Regions from separate parts of the Rattus norvegicus genome. Here region 1 is linked to region 2. Evidence: chromatin contacts called from public Hi-C data. All regions are on one chromosome and are shown on one strand. The core of a region is the stretch at or near the end of the contact, and the rest is flanking DNA. Distances in the headings are between cores, read along the strand shown. Region 1 overlaps Nxn (nucleoredoxin). Region 2 holds the start of Mrm3 (mitochondrial rRNA methyltransferase 3).

Region 1 (3,368 bases), core at 863-3,362, 63 kb after region 2:
ATGTTTGGGGCAATTTCTTGTTGCCACAACTGGAGATGGGGCTGTTACTGGCGTGTAGTAGGCAAAATTAGGGGTGCGGGGGAACATTCAACAAAGCACGGGGCCTGCAGTGAAAATCATCTGGTTTAAAATGTCAACAGTGCTAAGGTTCAAAAGCATCACTAAGCTTCTGGAAGTTTTGGTCCATTCTGCCCACAATTACTTCTTAATCCCAGTCTGACAGCTTAGTAATAATAGACCAGGGAAACAATGGGGAAGTCTTCTCAGCCAGGGCTGGTCCTGTGTACATGAGTGATTCCAAGAGCACTTTTGAATTTCCTCACAATTTTGGAAATGCACATAGGCAGCTTCACTAGTTTCCCCTTTAATTATTTATTATCATCCTGCAGGAACATCGTGGGATGGGGAGGGCCGAATGGATGCAGATTCCTCTCCCCTCGGTCTTCAGAGGAAACAGTTTGGAGAACAACCTTCTCAGGCTATGTGCTTTCATTTTTAAGCACAGCTATCTTCACAGCCACACATAAGCCACCATCACCGGAGGAGTACACACCTGTCAGGCGTCTGCAGCTCAAGCACGAGAGAGCAGAATGAGGAGATGAGAAAAGGATGGGCAAGACACATCACTTAAAGGGAAGTCTGTAGACCTTTCGGAGAGATCCCAATGCAGGCACTTGCTCTGGGGAAGCTTCTTAGATTGGGGAAAGTGAATGCTGCAATGGTTCAGTTGGAATCGTGTCCCAGCCTGGCCAGCCATCCTAACCCCAGGCTTGTAAATGCCTTTCCGAGCAACAAGCCTCAAAGCATCTGTGGCAGTGTTTGCTCTATTTCCTGGGATATTTGGGGGTGGGGGTATGAGAGAGAGGAATGTGAAGATCTGGACATGCCCATAGAGGTATGTTATGCATGGAATTCTATATGCCATGTGTGCCGGGGGGGCGGGGGAGAGCGAATGAGTTGCGAGCTGTGGTTCTAATACAGAACAAAGGAGGCCTGAAGTAATACCAGCTGCAAGCAGAAGAGCCAGGCATGGCAGAAAGTTCCAGCATTGAGGTGTAGCCTTTCAGCTCTGCTGACAAACACTCCTGGATAGGATACTGAACCATGAGAGACGGGGAGAGAGACAGAAATGAATATGACTGACTGCCCCCTTCATGCCATCTGAGAACCCCACACTGCTTTACCTGTGCTTCTGACTGACTGTCTGTAAAATGGCATTCCCAGAAACCCCTCTTCCTGGGGCACAGTCAACTATTTTGCACCAGTGGGTCACAGAACTCAAGTGGAAGCTTTAAATGCAAGCCAGTCTGTGTGAAACTATGAAGGCAGCATGAGGAAATCAAACATCAACAGGCAAACACAGGGTTAACAGCCTTCATAGGGATGGGGAACTTCGGACAAGAGTTGAGAGGCTCAGACAGACAGTGAACGCTGAGACACTAAACCAGGCGAGCAGGCTCCAGACCTGCATTCCATCCAACCTTCGTTTAGTTCTTCAGGACTTTTCATTCTGGCCACCGCTCACATACCGCGTGTCCCATTCTCTAAACATATTTCATGCCTATCTCTCCTTTCATAGAGAAGGTCCTTGGGTATAGGAAATAAGAGCTGTGTCTTCTGCCATTACGTCTTAGGCCCGGGAATCGATTTCACTGCCTAGGCCTACAGCGGCACCTCCTGCCAGCTGATTATGCCTGTGTTCCTCACTTGAACGGGATAACTCCAGCCCACTGCATATTCTGCATAATCAGAACCACTTCTTTCAATGCTAAACAAGGGCATGGTGACCAGGGTCTGTATTAAAAATTGGCTTTACCCACCATTTCTGGCTTCCATCTACATGTGAAGCTCTGTGCTTAAAGGCTGGGGTCATAAAACAACTGATGCACTGGGCTCGCCCTTATGAAGCCCTGAGCCTGTTGGGAAGAATGTGTGAATAAACCATTAGGACTTGGGAGATTGTAAGCACTATAATACTGTAATAATGCAAGAGGAATCAGTTAATATTCCCGAAATGCCGAGAACAACGTCTGGGGCTTATGAGTCATGCTACGGAGGCACCGTCTATTTTCATTATTAAACTCCTTGCAAGTCAGAGCAATCGAGAAGGAAGCCACAACATCTGATCTGCTTCTGCGGGAATGAGCTGGATTTGATTGGGAGGCAGGAAAGAGAAGGGGGAGGTGTCCGAGTCTGAGCAGGGAGCCCCATGCATTTGGAGAGCTATAAACTTTGAGGACTGTAGAAAAGGGTACTGTCAGAAAGGGCAGGGGAGCTGTGGGAGATGGCAAGGCAGGAGTTGTATGATCTATCCACCTCGACTCTAATTTGTGGCATTGTTGTTAGAAATTACTAGAAAACAAGGTTAGACCTAGCCCAGAAAACTTGAACTGGAGCCTGGGGACACTGTCTGCAGTAAAAGACAGAAATGTCAAAAACTGATCCAGTGGGCAGGCTCAACAGCTAAAGGTGCTTGCTGCTAAATCTGACTACCTGAGTTCTAACCCTAGGACTGGAACAATAGAAAGAGAGAACTGATGCCTGCAAGTTGTCCTCTGACCTCCACACATGTGCTGTGGCATGTGTGTGTACATATACATACAATACAACACACATAAAACAATAAATAAATATAGGGGGTTTTGTTGTTTGATTATTTTGGTTTGTTTGTTTGTTTGTTTTTGAGACAGGGTTTTTCTGTGTAGCCTTGGCTGTCCTAGACCTTACTCTGTAGACCAGACTAGTCTCAGACTCACAGAGATCCACCTGCCTCTGCCTTCTGAGTGCTGAGATTAAAGATACATGCAGGTTTTAAGTTTTTCTTTTTAGAAAAGTAAAAAGAAAGAAAGAGAGAGGGAGAGAGAGAAATAAATAAATAAATAAATAAATAAATAAATAAATAAATAAATCTGGGCAAAGTGGACACCTTTAACCCCAGCATTATGAAGCAGAGGCAGGAGGATTATGAGTTTGAGGCTATCCTGGGTGACACAGTGAGGCCCTGTTTCCAACAATAACAACACAAAACAAAAAGCAAAACTACAGATGTCATGATGAATGTGGCAGCCAGGAGACAACCGCACAGTGGAAGGAAGGTCTCACAGAGAAGGGACATCTGAAGGGCGACTCACTACATCATAACCTCATGGCACTGCCATCTGTTCACACACAGGTGCGAGAGTGGGTGGCATGTGCCAGGAGCCCTGGAGCAGATCAGCAGGCTGAGTATAGGGTGTAAAGGCGAGAGCGGGCGGAGAGCCAGGAAGGCTTGGTGGTGGGAAACGTAAGTCCACGCCAAGAGGTTGGTATTTAAGTTCATCATAGGGAAAGAGGTGTCAAGCAACAGAGCAGACAATGGCACTAGAGAA
Region 2 (3,080 bases), core at 431-2,930:
AATCTCTTCATCTAGCCAAATGCACATAAAAATCAGTGTCAATTTCCAAATTCCACTCCACCTATTCAGGCCTCCTTGAATACTTTTCCCCTCTAATCCTGGTCCGTGGAAATGCTCCTTTGCAGGGTTAATTTATGCAAGGTTCTCATGAATTATTTCCTAAGAAACTAGGTTGGTAAATCTCTCCTTTTGTAATTTTAATATAAAAGTAGCTACTACTTTACAGAACACAAACTACCTGTGAATCAGTTACCATCTGTATGGTAGGTAACATGCTTCATCTTCACAACAACCTTCTGATCAATGAAGAAATGGAATAGTGACACCCAGCATTACTAAACTGTTAGGTATAAATCTAATTTGCTACACATGATCTAAATGGGAATACGTACCAGAGTCATTTGTGCTTGTTACCTAACCTTAGCATGGTAACTTCAAACAGCAGGTGTGTGTGTGTGTGTGTGCGTGCGTGTGCGCGCGCGCGCGCTCGCATGCCTGCCACAAGTCAGATTCCCCTGGAGTTCGATTCACAGATGGTTGGGAGCCACTCAACATCGGGAACCCATCTCACACCCTCTGGAAGAAGGGCAATCATTCTTAAAGGTTGAGCCATCTCTCCAGCCCCTACTACAGCAGATATTTCTGACTAATTAATTTGTGTTGACTGACTTGTGCAACTCCCTTTACACTCCTTTCCTTCTGTACCATCTCTAACTAAGCTGGATTTGGACTGCTACAAGTCTGTAAAAAAAAAAAAAAAAAAAATCTGCAGTGGTGTGTTCCCTACCTCCCTGGATGACTAGGAGCACCTCAATAAACCTCTGCTGCACTTTCAGCTAAGTGACCCCCTTAGAATCACAGTTTCTCAAACTGTTTCCAGGTACTAGGAAAGCAACTTGATTCTGATCTCATACTTAAATCTGGGCTGCTTAGAGGAGAGCCACAGATTTACACAGAGAGCCTGAGTACCTACGAAGGAGACCGTTCCAACTTGTCCTGACAGGGCTTGTTCAACTAATGCGATAGTGGAGTGCTTGTTTGGCATGCGAAAGGCCATGGATTCCCCTCCCACAGCCTAAACTTTAAATCCGTAGCCCTGATGGAGGACGAAATTTGCTGATCACATCCAAACGTTTCGAACCAGGGGACCGCTTTGTCGTCAGTTGGAAGAGGCTTTTATAACGTTTTGCCTATCCATGCTCCTCCATTGCAGGCTCCCCAGGCTAGAAGTGTAACAAATATTTGTGAAGGGCGGTAGGTGAACGTGCGTAGATAATTCATCTGGTAGGTCAGCCCCCTCTCAAAGCCTTCCCAACCCGAAAGCGGGGGGCTCGCAAAAGCTGAAAACGCCGGCGTAGCGACCCGGACTCCAGGGCCCGGCGGCTGAGGTGGCCTCACGCCCAAGGCGTCCTCCCTCCCCAGGTGCGGCCCGGCCGCGCATTGAAGTCTCGCGCCAGCCCCGCTCGGCCCCAGTCTGCACCTGCATCCCCAGGACATCTCGAAAGAAATGCACCGTCTGGAAGCGGTTCCCCACTTTGAAAACGAAATGCAGAGCTCGACGAGTGACCATGACTTCCACCACGAAAACCGAGTCCCAGACAGAAGGCCACCCCGCCCACAGGACCAGGAAGACCGTCGAGTGACGTCACTAGCACGCGACCGCGCACTCCGATGATACCTCCAGAGCAAAGATGGCAGCGCCGGCGAAGGGCATGTGGTATTCCCTGGGACCATTGCTGCGGGTGGTCCAGACTCGGGACCTCGACGCTCGGCGCTGGGTCCGGGCGCTGCGGCGAAGCCCGGTGAGAGTGTTGTTTCCCTCGGGACAGGTGGAGGAACGGAAGCGTGCTCCTGATAAGCAGCCCCGCAAGGCGGTCCCTGAGGCCAGTTCCCAGGGACAGCAACAGAAACAACCTCTTGAGACATCCCCATCCCAGACCCCTCACACCTGGGAAGAGGCAGGGCTTCGCTACGATAAGGCCTGTCCCGGGGACAGGAGGCTAAGGTGATGTGTTCTTTACACTTGTCATCTCTTCCCGTAAGCCTTCTTGCCTCACTGTGGAGCTTCTGATTCTTACTGTTTCTACAGTGTAAAATAAATGCCTTCTTTGAGGCTTGTGTTTCCGCCAAGCTCTGCGTGTCTGTTAGAAATACATGTATCCCTACATGACAAGAATGTTGATAACCATCCCCTCTCTGTTTGCACCCACAGCAGTGTGATGACAATAGTTAAGTCCAGGCCTTTTCGGGAAAAGCAAGGGAAGATCCTACTGGAAGGTCGCAGGCTGATTGCAGATGCTCTCAAGGCTGGAGCTGTGCCAAAAATGTTCTTTTTTAGCCGACTGGAGTACATCAAGGAGTTGCCAGTAGATAAGCTGAAAGGTGTCAGCCTCATTAAGGTGAAATTTGAGGATATCAAGGATTGGTCGGACCTGGTAACGCCACAAGGAATAATGGGTCAGTGATACACGATGTATCGATATCTAGAATTTCTGTTTCATACAAGTGTAGTATCCTAGACTTTCTTGTTCATACTTGTCTTAAGGTAACAGATTTTATTTGAATCAAGTTTAAATTGTTATTGACTAGTGTCTAAAATGAAATAGGACTTCTCGGGTTAATAGTATTTTTTTTTACTGGCAACTGATTCAGTTTCTCATTCATATTTAATTGTGGGGCTTTTGCTTGTTTTTGACAATTGTAGTTCAGGCAGGCTTAAAACTCTGTATGTAGCTGAGGATAACTACTCACGTTCCTGCTTGCACTTCTTACTGCTGAGAAGGAAACATGGAAAACAAAACAAAACAAACCCAGGCCCAGTTTTTTGTTGTTGTTTCATTTGTTTGTTTGTTTATATAAGCCAGGAGTAATGCAAACCTTTAAAATTCCAGGATTCGGAAGGCAGAGGCAGGCAGATCTCTGTGAGTTTGAGACCAGCCTGGTCTACATAGTGCCTTCCAGGACAGCCAGAGCAAATAGTGAAACCCTTTCTCAGAACAAAGCTTTACTTATTTTGTGCGTAACCATGCATGGGTCAGAAGACACTCTGTGAGAATCAGTTTTCCCTCTCCGCTATGTGA

The links. Hi-C and Micro-C count contacts between places; a contact is called where the count stands out from the background.
Region 1: a contact with region 2 is called in a Hi-C map of the Rat2 cell line, with 2.3 times the contacts expected there. The contact joins the enhancer-like site here to the promoter of Mrm3 in region 2. A contact is called at or near these places in 8 of 12 Hi-C or Micro-C datasets (the A7r5 cell line, the Rat2 cell line, Schwann cells and 5 more).

Annotation. Positions count from the first base shown.
Region 1 is chr10:61,655,304-61,658,671 of GRCr8, forward strand. The region is part of intron 1 of Nxn (nucleoredoxin); the gene reads right to left. Among named protein-coding and RNA genes, the nearest start is that of Mrm3, 63 kb to the left of the region's middle. Within about 2 kb of position 2,113, at least 10 of the 93 cell types and tissues checked have an H3K27ac peak or open chromatin away from gene starts, as enhancers often do. A contact at or near this core is called in the A7r5 cell line and Schwann cells, where this site is marked.
Region 2 is chr10:61,592,507-61,595,586 of GRCr8, forward strand. It overlaps Mrm3 (mitochondrial rRNA methyltransferase 3), which reads left to right and starts at 1,681. Exons shown (of 4, transcript NM_001108282.1): 1 at 1,681-2,005; 2 at 2,213-2,457. The coding sequence starts at 1,692. It overlaps Glod4 (glyoxalase domain containing 4), which reads right to left and starts at 1,605. Exons shown (of 9, transcript NM_001014227.1): 1 at 1,481-1,605. The coding sequence starts at 1,570.